Regions from separate parts of the Mus musculus genome. Here regions 1, 3 and 4 are each linked to region 2. Evidence: chromatin contacts called from public promoter capture Hi-C data. All regions are on one chromosome and are shown on one strand. The core of a region is the stretch at or near the end of the contact, and the rest is flanking DNA. Distances in the headings are between cores, read along the strand shown.

Evidence for each region. Promoter capture Hi-C pulls out the DNA fragments that hold promoters and counts their contacts.
Region 1: a contact with region 2 is called in a promoter capture Hi-C map of trophoblast stem cells, with 12 times the contacts expected there. The contact joins the enhancer-like site here to the promoter of Brd1 in region 2. A contact is called at or near these places in 9 of 39 promoter capture datasets (the 3T3-L1 cell line, the C10 cell line, cranial neural crest and 5 more) and 5 of 115 datasets of contacts at active chromatin or transcription factors (embryonic forebrain, forebrain, large pre-B cells and 2 more).
Region 3: a promoter capture Hi-C map of embryonic stem cells shows a contact between it and region 2, with 5 times the contacts expected there. The contact joins the promoter of Cerk here to the promoter of Brd1 in region 2. A contact is called at or near these places in 14 of 39 promoter capture datasets (the 3T3-L1 cell line, 3T3-L1-derived adipocytes, the C10 cell line and 9 more), 1 of 484 Hi-C or Micro-C datasets (B cells) and 5 of 115 datasets of contacts at active chromatin or transcription factors (astrocytes, embryonic forebrain, large pre-B cells and 2 more).
Region 4: a contact with region 2 is called in a promoter capture Hi-C map of the 3T3-L1 cell line, with 8 times the contacts expected there. The contact joins the enhancer-like site here to the promoter of Brd1 in region 2. A contact is called at or near these places in 5 of 39 promoter capture datasets (the 3T3-L1 cell line, the C10 cell line, hippocampal neurons and 1 more) and 1 of 115 datasets of contacts at active chromatin or transcription factors (large pre-B cells).

What each region holds. Positions count from the first base shown.
Region 1 is chr15:86,166,497-86,172,871 of GRCm38.p6, reverse strand. All of the region lies in intron 1 of Cerk (ceramide kinase), which reads left to right. Among named protein-coding and RNA genes, the nearest start is that of Gm15569, 16 kb to the left of the region's middle. Within about 2 kb of position 4,466, at least 149 of the 459 cell types and tissues checked have an H3K27ac peak or open chromatin away from gene starts, as enhancers often do. A contact at or near this core is called in forebrain and trophoblast stem cells, where this site is marked.
Region 2 is chr15:88,732,683-88,738,416 of GRCm38.p6, reverse strand. It overlaps Brd1 (bromodomain containing 1), which reads left to right and starts at 4,198. Exons shown (of 13, transcript NM_001033274.3): 1 at 4,198-4,488. It overlaps Gm41377 (a long non-coding RNA gene), which reads right to left and starts at 4,296. Exons shown (of 3, transcript XR_875560.2): 1 at 2,410-4,296; 2 at 2,126-2,258.
Region 3 is chr15:86,184,045-86,190,245 of GRCm38.p6, reverse strand. Cerk (ceramide kinase) reads left to right here and starts at 4,105. Exons shown (of 13, transcript NM_145475.4): 1 at 4,105-4,739. The coding sequence starts at 4,598. Gm15569 (predicted gene 15569) reads right to left here and starts at 4,518. Exons shown (of 3, transcript NR_155352.1): 1 at 4,462-4,518; 2 at 4,005-4,040; 3 at 3,050-3,594.
Region 4 is chr15:86,340,675-86,346,501 of GRCm38.p6, reverse strand. All of the region lies in intron 8 of Tbc1d22a (TBC1 domain family, member 22a), which reads right to left. Among named protein-coding and RNA genes, the nearest start is that of Tbc1d22a, 130 kb to the right of the region's middle. Within about 2 kb of position 1,486, at least 107 of the 459 cell types and tissues checked have an H3K27ac peak or open chromatin away from gene starts, as enhancers often do.

The DNA.
Region 1 (6,375 bases), core at 3,217-5,716, 2.6 Mb after region 2:
TCTCCTCATCTTTCGTGCACTTCCCCAGGCTGGGGTTGTAACTGGGTGCCACTCTGCTCAGTTTGTTGTCTTGATCTTTAATTCCTGGGCTTTTCCAGGTGGCCATCTGAGGCCCAACTGAGTGGCATGTCCCCATCATCTTGGCCCTTGTCCAATATTCGTGGGCTTACATGTGTATGCACCTGGGTCACTGGTGAACCTTTCCGCCCCGGAGGCATGTGGGAAACTGACAGGCATCCGAGAGCCTCTGACATCACAGTTGAGTGGTGGCAGCCACTGGTTTCTTGTCAGTGAGCTGTGGTCACCACACACACGCACACACACACACACACACACACACACACAGAGAGAGAGAGAGAGAGAGAGAGAGAGAGAAAGAGAGAGAGAAAGAGAGAGAGAAAGAGAGAGAGAACAAAACCAGCAAGTGCTGGAAGCTGATGTCTGTCTATCCCACGAGGCTAAGTGATGACAGCAAATACCACAGCAGGCTGTGGAGAAGGGGCTGGCAATCAACCCGATGACAGGGACCAGCAGGCCAGGCTCACCTGCCAAGGGCAGCTGACTTTTCTGGAATGTGTTGACCTTTTGTTGCAGGGTGAGCTGCAAACTCACACAAGTGGCCCTGGCATGACCAGAAGGGCAGGAGAATTTGTCTGTTGTCAGCCAAAGTGTTCGGAGTTTTAGCCAAGATTCACTTACAGATTTTCAGTCCAAGCTTGGGAAGGCTTATGGAACAGAAGCAGTGTTGAGTTTATAACATTGTCCTATTTGAAACAGTGCTGTTTTGTTTTGTTTTTAAAACATGGATTGGTTTTTGTTGTTTGTTTGTTTGTGGGGTTTCTCTGTGTAGTCCTGGCTGCCCGGGTACTAACTATGCAGACCAGGCTGGACTCGAACTCAGACCTGTCTGCCTCTGCTGCACCCCTCGCTGCACCCCCCCCCCCGTGCCCTGTCCCCAACCCCGAGTGCTGGGATCAAAGCTGGATTTAATTGGATTTAATGTCAGGAAATGAATGGTGAAGGGGCAGGGGCATTTAGGTTTAGCTCTGCTGGCTGGAAATGAGTTAAGTCCCCCCAGCCCATGTCACAGGCAGTGGCTCCATCACAGTGAAGAACCTGGCAGGAGAGAGACAGAAGAGCTCTGTGTTTGGGGCAGACACTTCTAACACCTCTGAGCTGAACTCCAAAAATGTGAAAACCGTTTAAAATACAGTCTTGTAAGATGTGCCAGGGCAGGTAAGATGAACCTGCCCTAATGTGTTAACTAAAAGAGCACCCTCCTAGGCAGACAGAGACCAGATCTCGTAGCCGTTTGCTATTCTTTGTAACTGGAGTAGTGTTTTTGAAAACAAAGGCTCTGAGCAGGCGTGCGTGGAAGTGCAGGTGCGAGTGTATGCCTGTGTGCATGCGAGCAATGCATGTGTGCGAAAGCACATGTGCACGTGTAGAGGTCAGAGGTTAACATCAAGCATCTTCCTCGGTCACTCTCCGACTTTATTTTCATTAAAAATTTTTTATATTTATTTTATCCTATGCTCCTGAGTGTTTTGACGGCATGTATGGATATGTACCATGTGTTCCTGGTGCCTGCACAGGCCAGGAAAGGGAGTCAGATCTCCTGGAACTGGAGTTACAGATAGCCATGAGCTGCCATGTGGTTGCTGGAAATTAGACCCAGAGCTCTTAATCACTGAGCCATCTCTCCAGCCCCTTCTCCCACACTTAACTTCCCCTCCCCAACCTCAATTTGCTTTTTGAGGCAGGCTCTCTTTTTCAGACCTGGGACTAGAATGTCTGGCCAATGAACCTCTGGGGTGTCCTGTCTCTACCCACCCACCCCCAAACCCCTGGATCACAAACAAGCCCCACACGAACTGTAACTGACTTTCCAAGTAGGTGCTGGGGATCGAACCTGAGCCCCTATGCTTGTTCAGCAAGCATTTTACCTACTAGTCATCTCCTCAGGCCCCGAGAAGACAGTCTTCCTCACTCGGCTTGTGATTTGTTTTGCAATCCATGCCATTGCTTTGCTGGGCTGACGAGAAGCTGGAATGATGGGGGTGGAGGTGGGGTGACTCATGAGGCAAGGGTGTCTGGAAGGGGTCCCTGGGAGGCACTACCAAAGTTCACTTGGCCTGTACCAGGAAGGTAGGAGGGGGCAGGGGTTACTCTAACCTCTGGATTCTGAAGGAAAAGGGTAGATTTCTCTGGGGGGGGGCAGAAACTCGCTCTGGCTTGAAGGAGAGAGTGACTTCTCAGTGCTCGTGCCACCGGCAAGAAGGTGGCACTTCGAGGTGGACCTCACTCCTCCAACTAGGCCCTCTGGACAAGTATGTAGAATGATTTGAAAAACCATCATCATTCTAGCTTCTCGTCAGCCCAGCAAAGCAATGGCATGGATTGCAAAACAAATCACAAGCCGAGTGAAGAAGACTGTCTTCTCGGGGCCTGAGGAGATGACTAGTTTGCTGGTAGTAAGGAGTCCAGGGTTGGACCCACGATTGGCTAGGTCCTTGTGCAACAGGCTGATGGGGACGCATCCAGAGTCCCAAATGGAGTGGGCAAGGACACCTATGAGTGCTTACCTCGTCCTACACAGTGTTGGGGGCACTGGAGGTTAGAGTGAACTGGCCTCTGTACCCACAACAGGTTGGGGCCCCACTTTGGTGTACTCAGGACAGCAACACCATAAACAGGGCCACCTCTCAGAATGGTGGGGGCACCAGGAGCAGCACTCTGTGTCCCCACATCAGGTGTGTGACTGGCACAGTGAATGGTACTGTGGTCCCTGTGAGGGGACAGGTAGAGACTGCACAATGCGGGTGTGGGCTTGGTCCTTTTGGGCTGTGGGCCACAGCATCTGTCATCTTTTGTGTCTTGGACACTCACTGCTCCTGCCCTAAGGCTGACCCGCAGTCTGACTGTGAGGTCCTGGAAAAGGAAGTTAATATCCTTTGTAGCGATCCAGGACATTTGACTCTGAGTCATAGCCAGCCATTATTTTATTAAAGGGAAGGGGACGTGCCTAATGACTGTCAGCCACTGCTTTTCTGTGATCAGGAACAGGATCTACAAGAGCCTAGGGTAACATCCACCACTCATGGCCGAGGCTGCCTGGCAAGCTGAGTGTAGAAGCATGAGAAAGTTGGCTGCTCTTGGCACATCCCAGCTGCAGCCTAGACAGCACAGGGCACAGCAAGACAGCATACCGTTCTTGGACCAGATGAGCTATGCCTAGCCCTGGCTTTCTTATTTCTTTCCCTTCAAAGCAGAAAGTTCCCTGAAGGGCAGCCTGTTGCCAGTGTCCTCATCACACAGGCTCGGGGCCTGCCTGGTCTGGGAAAAACTGCACTTCTCATCCCGGGTCTCTGTGAACCTTCTAACCTTGCTGGTAGTGTATGAGGACGTGTACCAGAGAAATATAGCATTCTATAGGAAAAGAAAGGGCCCAGAATTCCTGCCTGGCCAGCTGTTTGCCAGGGTCCCCCTCCTGTTCTCAGTTGCTGTGGTTGATGTCATCAAGTGTCCATGTGGCCATCCTGGTGTGTGGGCATCTCCCCGTACGGTCTAGACTGCATATCAGAGAACTTGTTTGAGGGGCATTCCACCCCAAGAGGTCCAGATGCCAGCTCCTTCAATACCTCTGAGTCACACAGTTCTCGCCACTGACCCCTGTGACTGACAGTCTCAGTTTCCTGGCACAAGGCATTGGATGTAGAGGTGGGGGTGTAGAAGATGTAGAGGTGCTGTGCAGGGATGGGGGGCCTGTTGGAAGCACAGCGCCACTGATGATAGCTCAGGTTTCTGATAGGTCATTTTTATCGAGCCGTTCTTCTTTGTCCACAGATCCTCATTCCTTCCCTTCCCTTAGCCCCGCCCAGTCCCTAGCAGGGAGATGCTACAATCTCCTACACCCTACATGACATTCCCATCATAGAGCCCCTCTCTCCTTGCATCCCTGACTCCTTGTCCCTCACTGCTTCTTGGCCTACCCTCTTCCTACTGTTGTTCTCTCCGGAACCACTAGCTCAATCACAAGATCTCCCCAGCCCCTCCCCCCCCCCACGCCAGGCCTGAGTCCCTCCTGACAGCTCATGTGACTTACCCTAGTTCAATGTTTTTCCGCCTCCCAATTCACCCATCCGGTTATGCTTGTGGGGATCTAAACAGTGCTGGTTTTAGAGCTTTTGTTCCCACCAAGGGACAATGCCAGTGTCACATGAGCCGTGGTGTGGCTTGTGTGCAACGGCAGCTGTGGAATGTACTGTGGGCTGCGTGGCTGTGTGGGGTCCCTGGTGCAGCATGGCCTTTGGGGTCTGGCCAGCAGAGCATGTGACATCAGGGACATTAGGACACTGTTCTCTCCTTTCTTGGTCTGAGACTCCCTCTGAATATGTAAGATGAAGCATGATTCGTGGGCACACTTTTAAGAGAGTTGTCCAACCGTCACTAGCACACTTTAGTTATTTTGTGATGTAACACGGTTGCCTCTTAGTCTTCTGAACATCAGATGCTTATCTCACTCCACGACTGTGCTTAGCAGCTGTGACTTCTGTCACCTGATTCTTAGGGACAGTCACAGTTATGAATAAGAGGCACTGGGAAATGCTTGAAGTCTGCCCTCAGTGGTCCTAGACTCAAAGCACAGGGGGCTTTATCAGAGGGTCACTGCCTCAGGTTTGTTCTGAGGACCTGATGTGAGCTTGGCAGGTGAGCCATAACAGCACAGAGATGTGCCTCTGTCACCTCCTGGTGTTGCAGGAAGGAGGCAGTCAGAGGTCGGGTGGGTACAGGGAGTGGGTGCAGGGTCACAAGCAGGGCAGGATTTGGAGGCGGCTCCATGAGGGCCAGGTCAACATCCCCAGAAATGGGGAAGATGGGTAAGTTGCAGGAGAAGGGAGGGGCCATGTCGGAGAATTGGCTGCTGGTGGCAAGCTACTTGCTATGTAGAAGGTGTCCAGATGTCTGTCACAGGGCCTGTCCTGAGTAACATCCTCGCAGGAGTAACGAGGAGCTGTGTGGGGTGAGGGAAGGGGAAGACTAGGGAAGGGAGAATTAGAAGCAGCTAAAAACTGAATTTCGGAGGCACAATGGTATAAAAATGGGAATCCCAGGAGGCAGCCACCTGTGGAATGCTGAGGGTGGCCCCAGACCCAGGGTGGGCACAGGGTCCACAAGGCAATGGGCTTGATCCTGCTCAGTTCAGCCCCTCCCAGTGTATGTGCCTCTGGGGATTCTGGGGGCATGACTACAATCCTTTCATGGCTCAGATCGAACCTTCCAGGTTCTGATGACCCAATTTCAATGGCACCAACTTGGGGAAAAATACTACCACAAAGGGATCACAGGTGCCACCACAGCATGGCCTGCTAATTTGGGTGCTGGCAGAGACGCAGGATTTTTTTAGCTAGACTGCAGGGTTGAGAGCCAACCTAGGAAGCCAGCAGGTAGCAATGTTCATCTGTACAAAAATACAAGGTGATTCATAAAGAAGCATTGGGAGTCCAGCCTGTGTTCAAAGAGGATGCTGTGTCTGTAATTGCCTCTGCTCCCCCTGACCGGCATAGCCTCAGCCCACAGCTTCTGTCGGAACCTGTTATTTCCCAAGGCTGCGTGCCCAGCCTAGAACTTTCTTTTGATCCAAGTTAAGTAATTACAGCATGCGTCAAGCAAGTTTAGACCAGTCTGCCTCTCTCTGAGCTACTGGGTTAGAGATTTTTAGTCACCAGGCATGACGGGGTACACCCATATGCACTCAAGAGGCTGAGGCAGGAGGATTGAGAGTCCATGGCTAATCTGGGATATCTAGAAAGACTGTACTTAACTCAAAGCAACAGAATCAAACCAAAAGATTGCCTGGAGCTGTGATTCTCTAGGCCAGTGGTTCTCAACCTTCCTAGTGCTACAGCCCTTTAATACAGTGCCTCACGTTGTGGTGCCCCCCACCCCCATCATAAAATTCTTCCATTGCTATTTCATAACTGTAATGTTGCTACTGTTAAGAATTGTAATGTAAGCCGAGCAGTGGTGGCACACGCCTTTAATCCCAGCACTCGGGAGGCAGAGGCAGGCCGATTTCTGAGTTTGAGGCCAGCCTGGTCTACAGAGTGAGTTCCAGGACAGCCAGGGCTCCACAGAGAAACCCTGTCTTGAAAAACCAAAAATAAATAAATAAATATATAAAGAAATGTAATATCCAATGTCTGAGACATGACCCAAAGAAGTATTGATCAACAGGTTGAGAAAACACGCTATTCTGGGCCCAAGTCGTCCCATCTTCTTGCATCCAATCAGAGCCCAGCTTCCCTGGAACACTTCTCCACAGACTGGACCCAGATTCTCACATACTTTGGTGGCCCTGGCATCCTTTATTAT
Region 2 (5,734 bases), core at 2,949-5,448:
GTCCTGTTCCCTGCTCTGTTCTGTCTTGAAGCAGGGGTATTCTGAGGAGCAGTGACACCTCCAAAACCAAGCTTTTGAATGGTGCATACATGGGGGTAGGCCAGGTTTCTGCCTGATGGAGGCCAGAGATGGCCTCAAAGGGGGACTGATGCATAGACGTTTCTCACAGTTAAGTTACAGAAGGGGGGATGGATGGCATGAATCATCTGCTAGACTAGAATGAGAGGTTAACATGGTTTCTAGTATACACATCCCACAACTCATAACCCCTGTTATCCCAGCTCCAGGCTTTTACTGCCTCTCTGGGCACTGGGCTCATATGTGCAAACCCACACATATACACAGAATTTAATCAATTAAAAGTCACTAGTTATTATAAAAAATAAAGAATTTAAAAAAGATAACACAAAAGAGTTGAGCGTGGTCACATGTGCCTGTAATCTCTCCTCACATTGCAAAGGCTGAAGCAGGAAGATTTTTAGTTTAAGAGCAGCCTGTGCTATACAGGAGGAGTTCCAGGCTAGCTAGATACTGAGACCAACACTACCTCAAAAAAAAAAAAAAAAAAAAAAGTGGACAATAATAACTAACCACCTACCAACCAACCAGATTAAAAAACTGACAGATCAATCTAATTGAGTCATATTTCTTTATTTGAACTATTCATGCCATCTCTTATCCCCTGCCCCAGAAGGGCCTCTTGGTAGCCTGGTCTGCTCCCAAACTAACACTATTTGTGCATTCTCATCACAGTGCTAGGAGTATGTACACACAATAGAATGGCGGCTCATGCCATGTTTCTTATTGGCCATGCTTTAGTCTCTTTTGTTGCTGCTGTTGTTTTTCGACACAAGGTTTCTGTGTAGCCCTGGTTGTCCTGGCACTTGCTCTGTAGACCAGGCTGGCCTAGAGACTAAGGGCTGGGGGTGAAGTGTGAGCCAGCACTGCCCTGCCCTTTATTTAGTCTTTTACCTTTGTCCTTCTGATTGTTAGTGTTGTTGACTTTTCTACCTTTTTCTTACATTTGAAAGCTGTAAGTCACATTTTATGTTTCAGGTGGAAATTGTGACATTATAAATTCTGACATTAAATATTATATATTTTAACATTATAATCCATTTTCTTTGGATTTTTTTTTTTGTTTTTTTTTTTTTGTTTTTATGAGAGGGTTTGGTTTCTCTGTGTAGCCCTGGCTGACCTGGCACTTACTTTGTATACCAGGCTGGCCTCCAACTCAGAAATCTGCCTGCCTCTGCCTCCCCAGTACTGGGATTAAAGGCCTGCGTCACCACCCCCCCTCCCCCCTTCTTTGGATTTTAAAGTGCTTTAATCATACAATGTAAGAACATCACAGTATTTGTATTTCCTGTTGCTTTTTCTCTTCACAGGTGCAACAGAGTTTGACTGAGATTTTTGATACTATCTGACATTAACAGTCCAAACTGGTTTTCTGGCTGAAATCCACGTCTTGCTACTAAATTCACTTTTAATTTTGCTAACATGTATCTTTTAGGATTTTAAAAGATATTTGTTTCAGTAAACTTGACTATATATAGGCTATGAATCCATCTTTCTTGTGCTGTCTCATTTGAACACTAGTTTCTACTGTCTTATGAATTCTAGCTAGGTTCAATTCTTTTAGAATTTTAGTTAATTCCTTCTACAAACATTATCTGGGGCATCATAAAGAAGGTCCTTATTAGCTGGGTGTGGTGGTGCATGCCTTTAATTCCAGCACATGGGAGGCAGAGGCAGGCGGATTTCTGAGTTTGAGGCCAGCCTGGTCTACAGAGTGAGTTCAAGGACAGCCAGGGCTACACAAAGAAACCCTGTCTTGGAAAAACCAAACAAAAAACAACAAAAAAATCCAACCAACCAAACAAGAAAAACCAATAAACCCCCCCAAAACCCAAACAAACCAAAAATGAAGGCCTTTCCTCTCTGATAGCTTTTCGGTTGCTTTAGTCCTTGAAGTTGCAGTTTGTCTTGGTCTCATGCCAGTCTGTGGGATCCCTCCAGCCTACTAAGAATCGCTTTGCCTGAGAAGTCCCCCTCTCCCTCAGTCCTTCCTGCTCTTGAAGCTGTTGTGTCCTTTCATCTTTGCTTTTCTGAGACAGTGTCTTACTTTTGTTTTGTGTGGTGGGAGGTCCTTCCCTCGTTGGTTTGCATTTCATTTTCCTGAGGTAGAGAGAAGGCTGAGGGCTCATCTTGCTTGTTCTTCACGGTCCTGGGATGCTTAGATTCAGATGAGTGGACTTCTGTAGAGGAGGCAGCATTTACAGTTCCTGGCTTTGCGGCAGATGTGTTCAGGCCTCACAGGGTACCCCTACCATGGCTCAGTGGTGTGCATGAAGAAAGTACTAGCTAAACAGGAGGCCTTGCTCGGGAGTGGCTCCAGAATTAACTTACCCTTAAAGACTATTTTTCAGCAGGGCAATTGCCTTTAATCCCAGGACTCTGGAGGCAGAGGCAGGTAAATCTCTTGAGTTCAAGGCCAGTCTGCTCCACAGAGGAAGTTCAGGGATATACTGAGGGGCCTTGTATTGAAAAACAAAACAAACAACAACAAAATGACTATTTTCCAGCCCATAGTTTGGCTACAGTGGGATAAGAGTAGTGGCCAGCCAAAAGCTGCAAGGCACAGATGAGCAAGTCTGCCTTGTCCCAATAACTGTTTGGTGCCACATCCTGAGCTGTGAGCCTGCCCTGCCTGTCATGGGCGGGGAGGAGAGCAGCTCTGCTCACGAATGAAAAGCTCTTCTGTTTACCTGAGAGGTCCAGGCTAATGTCACAGGCACATGACTAGTGCTTCATCACCATGACACCTGTCATAAGCCTTCCAAGGCAACCAAAGAACTACCCAGTCTTCACCCCCATTTCAAAATACTTACAGATGAGTCTCATAATGAAAATTCTCTAGAAGCCACTAACTTTTAAACTAAGGACAAAGTAGACGGAACAAGCTGGAGAGTAAGACCAGTGTCCCTAAGCACCAACCCAAAGGGCCCTGATTTCAAAATCTTCAAGCCTTTTACAGCAGAGGTTCTCAGCCTGTGGGTCACAACCCTTTTGGTCCTGCATATCAGATATTTACATTCATAACAGTATTGAAAATTATAGTTATAAAGTAGAAGTGAAAGAATTTGATGGCTGGAGGCCATCACAGCATTGATCAGCAGCAATAGGACTGTTGAGAACCACTGCTGTAAGTGTTACCAGCTCCTTGGTAGGGATGTCAATGCTTAAATACTTCTATGAGTACAATGCTTATAAGAGGAAGGCCTAAGTCATGGGTGGTGGGCCATGCCTTTAGGGAGGCCGATCTCTGACTACATAGTGAGTTACAGTCAGAATTACATAGTGAGAGTCTGTCTCAAAACAACAAAACCAAAAATCAGGCAACCAAACAATCAAACCACCACCACCAAAGTAAGTAAGAAAGGTAGACAGACAGACAGAAAGAAAGAAAAGAAGAGGAAAGCCTGAGTTGGAGGCATGCCCCCAGACCTGGCTGCCCATAGTTTGAGATTGCTACTACTTGTCCCAGTCACTAGTCATCCTCAAGTCCTTTCCATACCCTCCTCTACCCAACCACTGACCTCGTGCCCTTGTTAATGCCTTTCTAGTGCCACCTTAGGGTTCCCCAGTCCTAGCCATTTATTCCTCAAATAAATCCACCCTTGTTTGGTGATCCCCTCCATCACGGCCCTCATTTCCATTCCCTCCTAACTCATCCTCCGTGAACCACGCTGGTCACCAGACACTATCAGAACCCCACTTCCCCCCCTTAGGATGCATCTCTTGATTCTCTCAAAATACCACTCCCTTGGAAAGCAAGCACTCTCAGGAAACTCCACCTGGCTCTCTAGGGTCAGCATTCTTGCTCTACTCAGTGCCATTGACCCCATAGTAAACACCATTCATCTGGTTACCCTTCTCTTACAGCAGCAGTCCTTCATCCTCAGGAACCCTAGCCTGTCTCCCCCAGAATTCTCCTCCTAGTCACCCCACTTTTGTAGCACTCCTCCCCCATCCGGATCCCCACCCTAACACCCTTCCTGGTCACCCCACTCTCTCCTTCGCGTCCCGCCCCGCCCCCTTATCCCGGCTTGGCGCGGCGCGCGTCGTGGCGGCGGCGGGCGGGGCGCGTCTCGCACGCAGCGCGCCGGGCGGAGCGCTCGCCGCATTGTTTGCTTCGCTGGGGAGCGAGCAGCGCCTCGGCAGGCGTCCGAGCAGCTCCGCGTCCGCGTCCTCCGCCCGGCCGGGCCCCGAGCCGGCCTCAGCCGGCCGTGCCGGCGCCGCCGACCCCGCCCGAGCCGCGGCGCCCTGCGGGCCCGGAGCCGCTGGCCGAGCGCGCCCCGGAGCCCGGCGGGGCACGGCTGCGCGGCCGTTGGCGGAGGAGCCGCGGCGCCATTAGCGCCGCCTCGGCCGCGCCGGCCTCCGCGCCCGCCCGCCCGCCGGGCTCCCGCGGCCGCGGCGCCCCCGAAGGTGAGTGTCTGACGGTCGCCGTTCGCCGCCCGCCTCGCCGGCCGGGGCGGAGGTGCAGGCGCCATGTTTGGAGGCGGCAGCGGCGGCTCCGCATTGTCCGCGGGCGGGGAGGCCGGAGAGTCGGGGCGGCGAGGCCCCGAGGCCGTGAGGCCTGGCGGGCGCGGGAGCCGGAGGGACCGAGAAGGCCGGGCGGACGTGCGCCGCCGTGAGCCGGCGCGGCCGGGGACGCCGGAGATCGGTGCCGGCGGCTCGCCCAAGAGGCCGGGTTCGGGAGGCGAGGCCGCGGCGAGATCGCGGAGGCGGAGGCCGCAGCCGGGTGGGGGCGGAGAGGGACACGGAGGCCGCGGCGGGGTCGGGGAGACAGAGGAGTAGAAGGAGGCCGCCGCGGCGCGGGAGGCGCGGCCAAGAGAATGGAGCGATCGGCAGGGCTCAGTAGGCGGGGAGGCCGCCGGGCCGGGCGGGCGGGCTCTGGGCAGCTCGGCTGTCTGGGCGGCTGGGGCGGCCGAGGGGCCGGGCGTCGGACAGCGGAGGAGGCGGAAGGCCTGGGGTCTCGTGGCGTCTGCCCACGTCCTCGCCCGTAGCCTTGGCGGTGCGGAGCGGGTCGCATTATGTAACAGATCGGTCCGATCTATTTTGCCAAGACAGGAAACTCCCTTGAAGAGGGACGGGCTCGGAAGATTTCCTAAGTGGAGCGGGGCCTGGTATCTCCGGAGCAAGCCCGCAGCTCCGCCACAACTCCGTGGATGAGTGCAGGAAACGCCGAGAAACGAGCGCGCGTGCGCGGCTTTCTTGGGCCTTTAGGAGAGAAGCAACTTTCCTGTGCGCTTAATTTGCAGAAAACGCAGCTCCTCATGGTGCCCTGCAGTTGTGACACACTTACACACACCTAGGAAACGGCCCCCCTTCATGGAGGACATTCACTTCACCCAGCTGCGACTGTTTTAGAGTATCTGTCATCTGGTAACAAGTAGTTACAGAATTTCCCTATTACTTAGTTACTGTTTTATCACTTGTTGGGTCGCGTGCACTGTCCTGAGTCTGTGTTTTTCTCTCCGGATGGTCACCTTAGAGTAAGGTGTGTCTCTTTCCTGTGTGCTTTTACGGTGAGGGGTGGAAGCTAGGAAGAGTTTAAATGGCTTGTCCGCAAACCGGGCCGGAAATGAACGGAGCTGATTTTGAGCATGGAGTCTTTCCCCTCGTTTTGCCGGCAAAGCTTTTTAGGATGCGTTTAGCCCAGTGATTTCTG
Region 3 (6,201 bases), core at 2,856-5,355, 2.5 Mb after region 2:
GAAAGGAATGCAGACAGTGGCCAACAGGGGAGGCCAGGCTCTGAATCTTATAGTTGCGTTCCTTCACGGTTCTCTTTTTTGCTTCATAACCCTGGGCTCGACCCCTAAGCCCACAAAGCTGCTGCCTTGCCCTTTGGGCACAACACCCTGGGACCACATAAGCTTCAGCTGAGCAGAGTACCCACCTCCTGTCCCTGCTCAGGATGGGTCACCCCTTCAGGTCTGATGGACTTGCAGACTCAAAGCAAACCAAAGTCTGATCTCTGCCCCACCCCCACCCTAGGCAGGGCACCCCTTCAGCTCTCCAGGGGGGCAAGCACCCCAATCTCTGTCTCCAAGACAGAATTATTCTGGCCTGGTCTACCCTGAAGCCTTTCCAGGCTCTGGCACACTACGGGCCACCTGCTCTTCAGCCCAAACCTAGATTTCTTAGATGAGAGAGGACACTTCTGCCAGAATATTCTTTTCCTACCTGCCCTCTTGAAGGTGGACTGGCTGTCCCAGGGAAGAGCCTGAGAGGCTGGCATGGCCACTGACAATGCAGCATTGAGCTTAGCTTATGCTACTTTCTAACTTCTCATCTTGACTCTGAGGTGTCGGGGTGGGGACAGGAGAACCTGACTACCCTTCCCCTAACTGCTTTTATCTGTCACTTGAGCGCATTAGTTTGGTCTCTAGAGTCTCCGTTTGCCATTTGTTAAATGGAATAGATAAATGGGTGTTTCCGGTCATAGTCAGGGTCCTGAGGGCAGGTTAGATTGTGCATTTTGTGAACCGTGAGTCTGACTATCGAACATCAACCAGGCTTCTGAGCCTAGGGCATTTCTTCCAGGCAGTCAGCTCTGACAGCTAGTGTTTGGAAGGCTCTTCCTCGAGGGTGGAGGGCAGAGGGCAGCATTCCTGGCAGCCTGTGGGTATGGCCTGCCAGATCCTCTGGCCCCGCCCAGCAGTGTTCCAGTTTCTGATGTCAATTAGTCCTGCTGACTTCATCAGGGAGGAAGCTTGGGAGGATAAGCAGGCAGGCCAAGTGTAAACAAGAGCCCAGCCTCCCGGAGGGAGAGGAGCTCAGAAATGACTAAGGTGGAAGGTGCTACCTCCCCAATAGGTGACCCAATCGGTGGGATGTGCATGTTTAGTGGCAATATGTGGGACTGGACAGAATCTCAGGAGCCAGGCAGCCCGTGTGTGAGAGAGAAACTGGCTCCCAGGAGGGAGGGTGCTGGCTGCATACAGCTGGTCGCTGGTCGGAATCCCAGATTTGTATGACCTAGAGCATCAGGTCAGAAACTGAATTGCCTAGCTTGACCTGTGACAGGAGGGAAGGGACAGGACAGTGTGTAGCTCATGAGAGCTCCAGGCTGCTGGGGCTGAGCCTACACCCTGGTCTTCCTGTTCATATGGCCCCTCTAAACCGGGGAGAGGGGGGTGGGGGCAGCTGTGCATACACCAGGCCAACAACAGGCTGGGGCATCATTGGCTGTAAGGTAGTCAGGTATTGCTTGAAGTTCTACGACAGCCAGGGGACCTCAACAGCACAAAGAGGTGGCTGTGGGCAAGGAGAGTGGGTAGACACTTTCCAGACAGACATGTAAGAAGGTGTTCGGATCAGGGCCTAGCTAGGGAAGGGTATACCAGTCAGGTAAGAGGTGGTCCAGGGAGCTTGGGAAGCCATCAGGGGGATGGATCTGGGTCTGAGTCCCAGTGCAGAGACCCACACAGCCCAGGACTGATCCAGGCTGTGCGGATGTTTCCAAGGCTCTGTCGGCTGTTCTGCCATCTGCTTTCACACCCAACAATGGATGAGCCCCAGGGGACTCAGAGGCAGCAAGGGCCTGGCAGCTGCACTGGAGAGAGAGCATCCTCCTTTCCTCCCACCCCCAGTGCTGTGTTCATTATGGTCCCCAGCCTGGAGGGCCCGAGCCTTTCCGTCCTGTCTACCTCAGCTTCCCAGAACACATCCCTCATTAGACTGCCCTCCCCCTGGCAGAGGTTCCCAGTGAGTCCTGGCACTGCGGCCTCCCAGGCTGCCAGGCTAATACACCAGCTGGCCAGGGTCACCACAGCACTCTAACACCCAGGAAGCCCAACACCACGGGTCCAATCAGGCTGGTGTCTCCTGAGGCCTGTAGATGGCCATTCCTCAGGTGCTTCTCATAGTTTGTGTTCTATGTACACATCCCTGGATCTGTGTTCAAATCCCCCCTATACTAAGTACACTGGTTGACCTGAATTGAGACTACCTTAATGGTTTAATTTTTTTTTTTTTTTGGTTTTTTTGAGACAGGGTTTCTCTGTATAGCCCTGGCTGTCCTGGAACTCACTTTGTAGACCAGGCTGGCCTCGAACTCAGAAATCCACCTGCCTCTGCCTCCCGAGTGCTGGGATTAAAGGCATGCGCCACCACACCCGGCCCTTAATGGTCTAATTTGTTTGTACACATGTGTTCATATGTGTGCAAGTGCGCATATGTGAATGAGTGTGTTTGAAGAAGTGGCAACCTCTGTCCAGGAACCAAGCTATTGCCCCCCCTCCCCGTGCCCCCAAAAGCCCTCATTGAGTCACCTCTTTAAAGGCTCTGTCTCCAAATAAGCCACTATCTATGGCATCAAGCTTGGGGCTTCAGAATTCAAATGGGGGAGGGGGGTACACTTCAGTCCGAGGTAGGCACTGCAGGATCCTGGTTCTCACTAGTGAGCTATAATTCACACAGGTGGCCCTCCTCAGGTTCTTTAGTATTTTGTGGACCGTGTGGCTGTGTCTTCCTGGATGGAACTCCTCTAGGACTAAGGTGGAGTCCAGTCCTCTTGGTATTAAACACTTACATATAAACACTGCATTAATTTCCAGGCGTGGTGGCTCATACCTTTAATCTCAGCTCTTGGGAGGCAGAGGGAGGTGGATCTTTAAGTTTGAGAGTCTATAGAGTGAGCTCCAGGACAATCAGGACTACCCAGAGAAACCCTGTCTCAAAATAATAATAATAATAATAGTAATAATAATAATTAATAATAATAATAGCCCCTGCTGCCCTTGCCCGACACAACCCCTCACCAGTAACAGAGGCAGCATCATCAGCAATGGCAAGAGGTTTCTGAAGAAGTTTCATGTCCACATTCCCCAAGCCTCATCCCGATAGCCGTGAAAGGAAAGAGCTGGGACAGCCATTGCTTCAACTAACAACTGAGCTAGGTCAGGTCCAGCTTGCTCCAGGGTGGGGCTAGGATTCTGCCTGGGCCTAACCAACACTCCAGGGCTGTCAGGGAGCCTACCATTGGGCTGGGCTTCCAGGAAGCAAGTGATTCATGGTTGTCCCTGCCCTGCAGATGGACACAGGGCACCGACAGGATCAGACCTGTACCTTAGCCCTCTGGTACCAGGCACAGGCAAGGTAGACTTGGCCAGCTCCACCCCAGTCTGCAACAGCAGGAGAGCTGAGGGGGAGGGCAGAAGGCTCTCCTGTCTTCTTGAAAGCTGACTCCGCTGTGAGGCTTAGCTCTGTCACACCACAGAGCCCTGCACTCTTGGACCAGTTAGCATCTCCGAGGAGACTCTTCCTTGGTCAGATGTGAACAGATGCTATCACGCAACCAATATCTGAGTAACACATTATGCACAGAGACCATTTTAGACACTGGAGACCCAGTAAGGGACAAGCCCACATGCCCATGGAATTTTCACAAAGATGGGTAGATATGCAATGAGTGCAGTGCTGAATTTTGCCCTGCTGTGTCTTGGGATGCTTTGGCTGGGGGAGACGGAGTCCAGGAAGACCTCCCTGAGGTGGATATGTTCAGCTTGTCCCATGTTAAGCTGCATCAAGAGCAGCAACTCCGGTTCCCTAGGCCTGTTTGGGAGGGTACAGTCAGGTGACTGATAAGAAGACGCCTTCTCCCGTCTCTCTGGTGGCTGTAGACCCACAACCATCCACACATGAAGCTTCCACTCCCCTGGAAGGTAACCCCTGTCCTCTCCATCCTAGCCTTCCTTTGCCTACTGGGACTAACCTGCAGGACTCTTGCTAGCCGCCAGGAGACCAAGACCTAAAAAGAGACGGATGCCCAAGGTCAAATCGCTCCTGGGCGCACACCAGCAGTTCCACGGCCTCCTATCGCCTGCCCAGGACCGCCCGGGCAACATTTCTGCGCTGCTGGGACTCCGCCCGTCCCTTTGCAGCCCTCCCTACCCCGTCGCTCGTGCAGACCCAGCAGGACCCAGGGGCAGCCAGAGCGACAGACTAGTGTCTTTCAGGGCACCCGGCCGCTCCGACCGCCCTCCCCACAGCCAGGTCCCTCAGTCCCCTCCTCTGACCCCTCCCTCCCGTTCCTTCCTAGGCCTTTTCTGCTCCTCATCCTAGGCTCCCTAGACTCCTCTGTTTCTGATTCTTCTCTGGCCCCAAGTCTAGCTTCTCCTGTCCTCACCCTGGTCGCCTCCTCCCGGGTCCCCGCCACCCTCTCTGCGTACCGGGTGACGCAGCGCCGCCTCCCGCTCCCGCCTCCCCGCGTCACCGCCGGGCAGACTGCAGGGGCCGCTAACGGTCCCGCGCCCCCCCCGGTGTCCGCGCGCCCCGCGCCCGGCGGACGAGGCCGCGCCGGCGGCGATGGGGGCAATGGGGGCGGCGGAGCCGCTGCACTCCGTGCTGTGGGTGAAACGGCGACGCTGTGCCGTCAGCCTGGAGCCCGCGCGGGCTCTGCTACGCTGGTGGCGGAGCCCGGAGCCCGGGCCCTCCGCGCCGGGTGCCGGTAAGTGTGGCCATCCCGGGCTGGTGGGGCCGGCGCTGCATCCACCCCGGCCTGCGTAGCCCGAGCGCTCCGGGCAGGCTGGGATGGGGCGGAACTCGGAGGGAGGAGACCTGGGGCACGGGGAGAGGCGCCCGGGATACCGAGGCGCGGGGAATCCGAGACGCAGAGCCCGGGTGCCGGGCGGTCTAAGTACTCCGCGGCCTCTGGCGGGGAACCGTCTGGGTGCTGAGAGCCCAGATACTCCTGGAACTGGGATGACAAAGCCTCTGGAGGTGCTGGAGGGGGAGGGGAAGAGCGGACGTCCACAGCCCCCCACCCCCCATCCCGGAGCATCCGCGGGACCCTGGGGGAGGTCTGTTGCTGGTGCTGCCGTCGGGATGGCGCTGGCACACCTGGACAGGACTGGTTTCTGGTCATATTCTTCGTCCAATACAGTGAACCCAAGTACATACACATGTTTCTCTATGGGAGAAGCCCAGAGGGGCCCTGGCAGGGACTTCCTGCGATTAGGCAGTTGAGCAAGGGCCTTTGACTTTCCGATGGAGTGTACACCCTGCTCAGCCGCCCTCAGGGTTGAAAGAGGAGTAGCTTAGGCCAGCATGGGGAAAAAACGCAACCCACCCGCAGTGACTGGGAATGGTGCAAGGACACTAGAGCCACTCTCCCCGGTGCTTTGCTGCAGGTTGTCTGGTGGCCGACGGATTGGCGGAGATTTTAAAGATGTCATTCAGTCCTCCTTAAAAGGAGGATTACAGAAGATTGTATGTGGACATCTGGGCTGGGGGGCCTTGTAGACGACCTTGTAGACGAATTCAGTTTCATAAATTCCTTGCTCCATTTTGTTGTGTTTGTTTGTTTGTTTTGAGACTGTTTTCCTATGTGGCTCAGCCTCAGACTAGTATTACAGATGTGTGCCACCAAGCCCAACTTGTTATTCTCTCTCTCTCTCTCTCTCTCTCTCTCTCTCTCTCTCTCTCTCTCTCTCCTGGGAATGATAGAATCCAGGGCTTGTGGCTTGCTAAGCACAGTCTTTACCACCAAACAGCAAACATCCCCTGCAAGTTTCCCTTGAGAGCCTGCTAGGGGATGGACCTGGGGATTCTAGCCTAGTGGCTGATGGAGTGGGGCCTTTTCCACTTAAGGAGGCACAGAGGGATGCGTGGGGATAAGTGCATCTAATGGGCTTGGATCCCAATTTGAACCTCCGAGGGTAGGGCATCAAGCTTGAGTCCCAAAGGGGTGGTCACTCACCAGTGCAGACCTCACTTTATAAGGGTGGTGCTTGCCCAGGGAAACCTGGAAGGGCTGAGTGTTGATGGCGAACTGATAAGGAACCTCGAGAATCCAGTGTCAGGGTCACGGTTGGTGGGGAAGAGCTGGGGGATAGGGTCCAGGACTCCCTCAGTCTGGCAGGCTGAAGTGGGCATTGGTCTTTATAGTGGGTATCAAAGGAAGCCCCTGG
Region 4 (5,827 bases), core at 237-2,736, 2.4 Mb after region 2:
TAAATTCACAAAACTCTGGTTCAGCAAAAACAACTAACACTGTGATCAAATTGGTTTTGCAGTGGGAATGTTTAATTCTAATATAAATAACGTTCAATTCAAGGTTATAGAAGACACCACAGTCACCGTTCCCTCTCTACTCCACTGCTGAAAACTTCAGCCACCACCTGTGGGGCCACAGCACAAACCTACGATTGGAGGGAGGGGTGTGAACAGACAAGAACCACAAGATAAGGGTGAGATGGGTTAGCCTGAGCATATTTACGACCCAGGAGCTGTTCAGTGGCCTGGGAGACAGTCCCAGCTGAAGAGCACCGGCGGCTGCTTCTCACAGCAACAGTTAGCTCCCTATCCCCCGCCCTCCATAGCCCTGACCAACCTCACAGAACCCGCAGTCAGGAAAGCAAGACTCCGGAAGAAGGTGGGCCTGTGCTGCAGGATGCTGTGCTGCAGGATGCTGGTGGGGAGACAAGCACAGAAAGAAAGGCACTCCCTGGGCCTGCGATGTCACTTTCTGTTCTTTCACAACATAGCAATCTTACCGCGCCTGGGCTCTTGGCTTCACAACACCACTGTGAGTAGGCATTCTTGTTCATAGAAAAATTACTCGCTGAAGCAGTAACTGGTTCTATCTCAAGCTTGAAGCACTAACAAGAAACTGGGGTGGGAAGGGAGAGGGTGAGACAAGAGCATCTTTTTAATGTCTGAAAAAGGAAACTGCTCCTTCACTGCCCTCTGGACTCAGTGGTTTTTGGCTGCTCATTTGTAGGGATATTTGCCAATTAAAAAAAAAGGGGGGGGGGGGTGGGGAAGCAAATGAGACAGAGATGGAAGTGGAGGGGTGTCTGTCCAGTGTAGATGGCTGCCCATACTAAGTTCACAGTGGTATGAAGGAAGGTGACGTTGAGACGGGTGAGACTCATAGAGCCTGGACACAGCTCTGGGCTGACCCATATAAATCCCTATCATCACAGAGACTGAAAGTTGAGAGCCAACCCAACTGAAGGTTGCCATAGGACAGGACAGAGAAAGATGCAGAGACTCTGAGGTAGACAAGGGCTATTGGGTAATGCCTACAGCAGCACAAATGAGTATGGTCCACTATAGTCAGCAATTGCACAGGGGACAAGTCAATCCCACAGTCACAGTCCCCACCGCAAAGGACAGAATGTAGCTTGCAGAGGCCCCACACAGCACATGCCACAAGCTCAATCTCCCATCTATGCTTCCTGGTACTGACCCTGAACCCGGAAGGGTACCCCAAAGCCTGTGTCTCTCAGGCCTACAACGGTGCTAGCACAGAGCAGATGTTCATTAATGCAGGACGAGGGAGTAAACAGACTTCCTTCAAAGAGTCTGTGGTCTAGGAGGAATGACTAATTACAACCATAATGAGAAAAACTACTCCTTGAGGAATGAGAAGTAGGCGCCAGCCCAGTTTCTCAGCTACAGAAAACATTCAGGCTATTACTGAGCTGACGGCTGTGCATCGGAACTCTCATTTGAGTATGCCAATGACAGTGCAAGCAACACTACAGTAAAAGGGAAGTCACTCAAATCGAAGGAAGCAAGTATGCCCCCTTAACTCGCCCTTGCCACCCCCTCAAGAAGACTCGGTTCTCTCAGAAGGTGGAGAACAAGTTGGCTATTTTGAAAGCCTCAAAAAAACTACAGCTGTGAAAAAAAAAAAAAAAGCTGAGTTTGCCTTTGAAAATTATAGGCGCAGTTTCTCAGGAAAGCAGGGTGCTCATATGTCCCTGGGGGATCCTAACTGTCTCAACCCCAACCCTGCTCTCCCTGACACGGGACAGCAGGGAATCCAGGGTCCTTATGGGTCATTAAGCCACAAGATGAGCACCTGAGACAGGCTCAGCCCTCCAGCACCTCAAGGATGTCTGCCTGAGTGTGGTATTAACAGATTTGGGTCCCTTTCTTATTCCTTAATGAGGAAAGGCATCTTGGACTTTCAGCTAAGACCTTCTTTCTGACTCTGTATTCCAATTAGGAGACTACACAGACAGACACCCACTTCTCAGCAGTGGGGACCTATGGAAATGAACTTGCTAAGGATACAAACATCATAAATCAATCTACTAAAGTGATTCATCTCTATCTAATTAGTCAAAAGTAACCGAGGGTCTTCATATCAACCAACAAAGCAGCCCTGATTCAAATTGTGCATAAAAGCAGCAGAGAGAATAAAGGACCAAAATAAGACCAGCAACCCAGCCTGCTCACCCTGAATCCTTGGTCAGTCAGCCCCACAAAGATGGTTTCATTCACCCCACACCAGGGGGTCTTTCACTGGGACAAAATTCACCTCCGTGGGTTGTTTAGGGCCCACTCTTGTCACAAACATGAATGCAGTGCAGGCTCTGGGAAAGCTGTGTGGCTTAAGCACGTGCCCTGGGGGGCAGGTCAGGAAGGCAGCAGAAAAGCAGGGCTACTGTATCCTGTAAAAACTCTTAAGTGCTTGTAAGAGGGAAAGTCCAACAAATTTATGACAGGCCAACGGCTCATAACAATAATCTACAAAGAGTTATTTCTCAGTAAGAAACACATGGCAGTAGGCCACCTGAGAATAAAGAAAACACCCTCAAACAGCTTTGTAGGAAAGAAGCCAGCTAAAGCCATGAAGTAAAACTAACTGATCCCCAACACATACGACTCACCCACACTGGGAGGTTCATTTCAGTTAAAAATGGTGCCTGCCCAATCCAAGGAATAAGAAGCAGACTTTTAGAACCTACAGGGCCAGCTCCAAACATAGTACTCAGCCCTAAGAGGATCAGGAAGACTTTGTGGGGAGGGGTTAACAAAATGCACCGAGACCCCTGGGAGACTCTCAGAGCACAGTGTGGCAGGAAGAGTCAAAGGTCCATCCGCCATGGTTAGGAAATCAAGGCAGCAGAAGCCTGAGGCAGCCGGCCACAGGGCATCCACAGTCAGAAGACAGCAGGGAATGCATGCTGGTTCTCAGCTCCCTTTCAGCAGTCTTCCCTGTCCAGAGAACAGGGTCAGCCTCAATGGGCAGGTCTTCCTCAACTAACATAATCCAGATAAAGCTGGCTCTCATGGCACTCCCAGGTGATTCTAGAGTCTGTGAATTGACAATTAACACTGCCCATCACAAATACTAACACACAAGAGTTCTGCAGGGCAGGTTCAAGTTCTCCGCGGAGTAAAACAACTGGGCACTTTTTTTCAAAATCAGCGTAGAAGAAATCTGAGTCACTCAAAGTGCTACCTGCAAGAGGAAGTCAGCCACACCCTGTCACTGAAAATATGGGCACTGCAGAAGCTGCTGCACAGTCTTCCGGGAAGCTGATCCCAGTGGCTCAGCCACATCCCTTCTTGTGGGGGCAGACGTCAAATCACATGACTTATGGTTTATTTTATTTTCTGTGTGTAGAGTGCCTGTGTGCCTATATGCTCTGAAAGAGTGCTTGGTGCCCTCAGAGGCCAGAGAGGGTATTAGATCCCCTGCACTGGAGCTACACACAGTTACAAGCTGCCATGTGGGTATTGGCAACCAAACCCAAGTTCTCTACAGTAACAACAAATGCTTTAAACTACTGAACCATCTCTCTGCCTCACATCCTCCTACCATAAGGAATGTGGCACACGGATGCCAGAAGGATTACCTAAAGCAATCAAGGCAGCCGCCTCAACTTCAGGGAGAAGGTGGAAGAGCAGGCCATGCTGGGGCCCCTGACACAGGCTGGCTAGAGGCAGGCTCAGAGTTACAGGCTGCCAGCAGGGACTGACACTGGCTATCTTGAAGACTGCTCCTCAACCTGACCCTTTCCCTTTGTCCCTTTACATTGGTAGGTGAAATATCAGCATTAGTAAGGCGGGATCTACATGTTTGTATTTCCCACTGCCAGAGGCTCTCCCTGGCCAGTTCCTATAGACATCTGCATCTGGCTCTCCTTTCACAGCAAGCACTGGTCTAGCTCAGCACCTCAAAAGGGCTCAGGAACGCTGCATCAGCACACAAGTGAAAAGCTGTTCCATTAACTTTCTCTGCAGAGCAACCCATCACAGTCCACAGTCACAATACTACCTAACATGCAACCTCCACAAATCACCTGTTAGTTAGAAGGACACTGGTGGCCATGCATGGAGGTGCACACCTGAAATCCTAGTACTTGAGGCTGAGGTAGGCAGATCAAGACCTTGAGAGCATCCTGGCCTACAGAGTGAATCTAGTCTGGCTTAGGCTATATGGAGAGGCATTATTTTTTAAAAAGAGGGTGGGGGAGGAGATGGAGATAGGGAAGAATTAATGTCATTTATCCTGCCTCCCTACTCTAAAGACTCAGACTGAATCCTTAGCACTTGGCCTTGGAAGGCCTACTGTCAAAACCTGGTGCCTCAATTTTCTGGGGTAAGCACAAGGCCACTAAGAGAAGAGCTATGAAAAATGTGGTCTCTATCAACCAAATTACATAGAGAAGCTTTCTTCTCCCTCATTTGTGTTAAATGCACAAAATGCAGAATTTGGGGTGTGGGCCTAGAAAGCCTCAAGCCACACAGAAATTAGGGTACATTACTGAGACAGGAGCCTGGCTCCTAAGGTCTCTGTGCTTGTTGTAGGTGTGTATCAACTCTAAGGATGGGTCAATCAATGCGATATGAGAGATACAGAAGCCTGAGTATAAAGGCAGACAGACAGACATACCTCATCATTTAAGCTGCAGGGGTTTTAGTGGGTGAGTGTGAGAAGGAGCCTCAGTGTCAACCCACAGCCAGAATGCACAGTGAATGTACGGCACAATTTTAAAAGGAACTTGGAAACATTCTTGACATTCATTTGTCACGTTCCATGACATTTTCAGTGGAGTTTCAAAACCTAGATTGTCATAAATTAGTATAATGAATATCGATGTTTATTCAAAAGCAGTTAAGAAATTAGGATCAACACTAAAGCTACATGAGATAAAAAGGTTAACTATCAGAATGAATGCAAGTTATCTAAAAACCAAGGGCAAAGACCTGAACACCCTTGACCCCAACCTCCAAATCTAAGGGCTCCTGGCCCATTGACTTCAGAGTACCATGCAGCAATCAAATTATTTAACTCCAGAGCAATTGGGTTTCACATATGGAGTGTTCTACCTGAAACATCTGTGGAAACACTGTTAACCCTAAGTACTGACATCTAGGCCTCTAGCCCCAGCATCTCAGATAAGTGTGTCCAGCTTATGCCTGTATTTTCTAGCAGGGTTGTATGAAAGGTTCTTTATGACAGGAAGCCTGGCCAAAGGCTTTCGTTTCTCATCTTTAAGAAAATTCATTCTCTTAAAAGTTGCCTGGGAGTCTTGTTCTGTGCTGTGTTCAGGTGGTGTTGACAAGCTAAATGGCCTAGACTTGTCCACTGTATGTCAATTTGAGGGCCTTTGAGTCGAGCATCAAAAGGATGCAAAGGATAACGCAATTTCTAAATTGGGTCTGACACCGTGACTCACACTAAGGTTTGACAGCAGTACACATCATGTTGGTGCCAGGTTTCAAACAGACTCAGAGGCTCCTCTGTTGGAGGCTGGAAGAGAAACTCGGTAAATTGGAAGGACAGCTTGGACGTGTGGCCTTGCCTTGATTCATCATTAGCGGGCAGTCCCTCTGTGAGATTCTCCATCCTCCAAGGGCCTAAACAAAAACAAGCCTGAGTCTTTGACACAATCCCCCACTTCCAAGGAATCAGAACCATATTTTGGGCAGAAGTCAACAGGATCCTGCTGATGAAAATGGAGGCAGCTTTCAGGGATACCCAGGGAGGGAATGCTGGAAGGGCCAAGTGAAACAGGTCAGCTCAAAGGGCTGA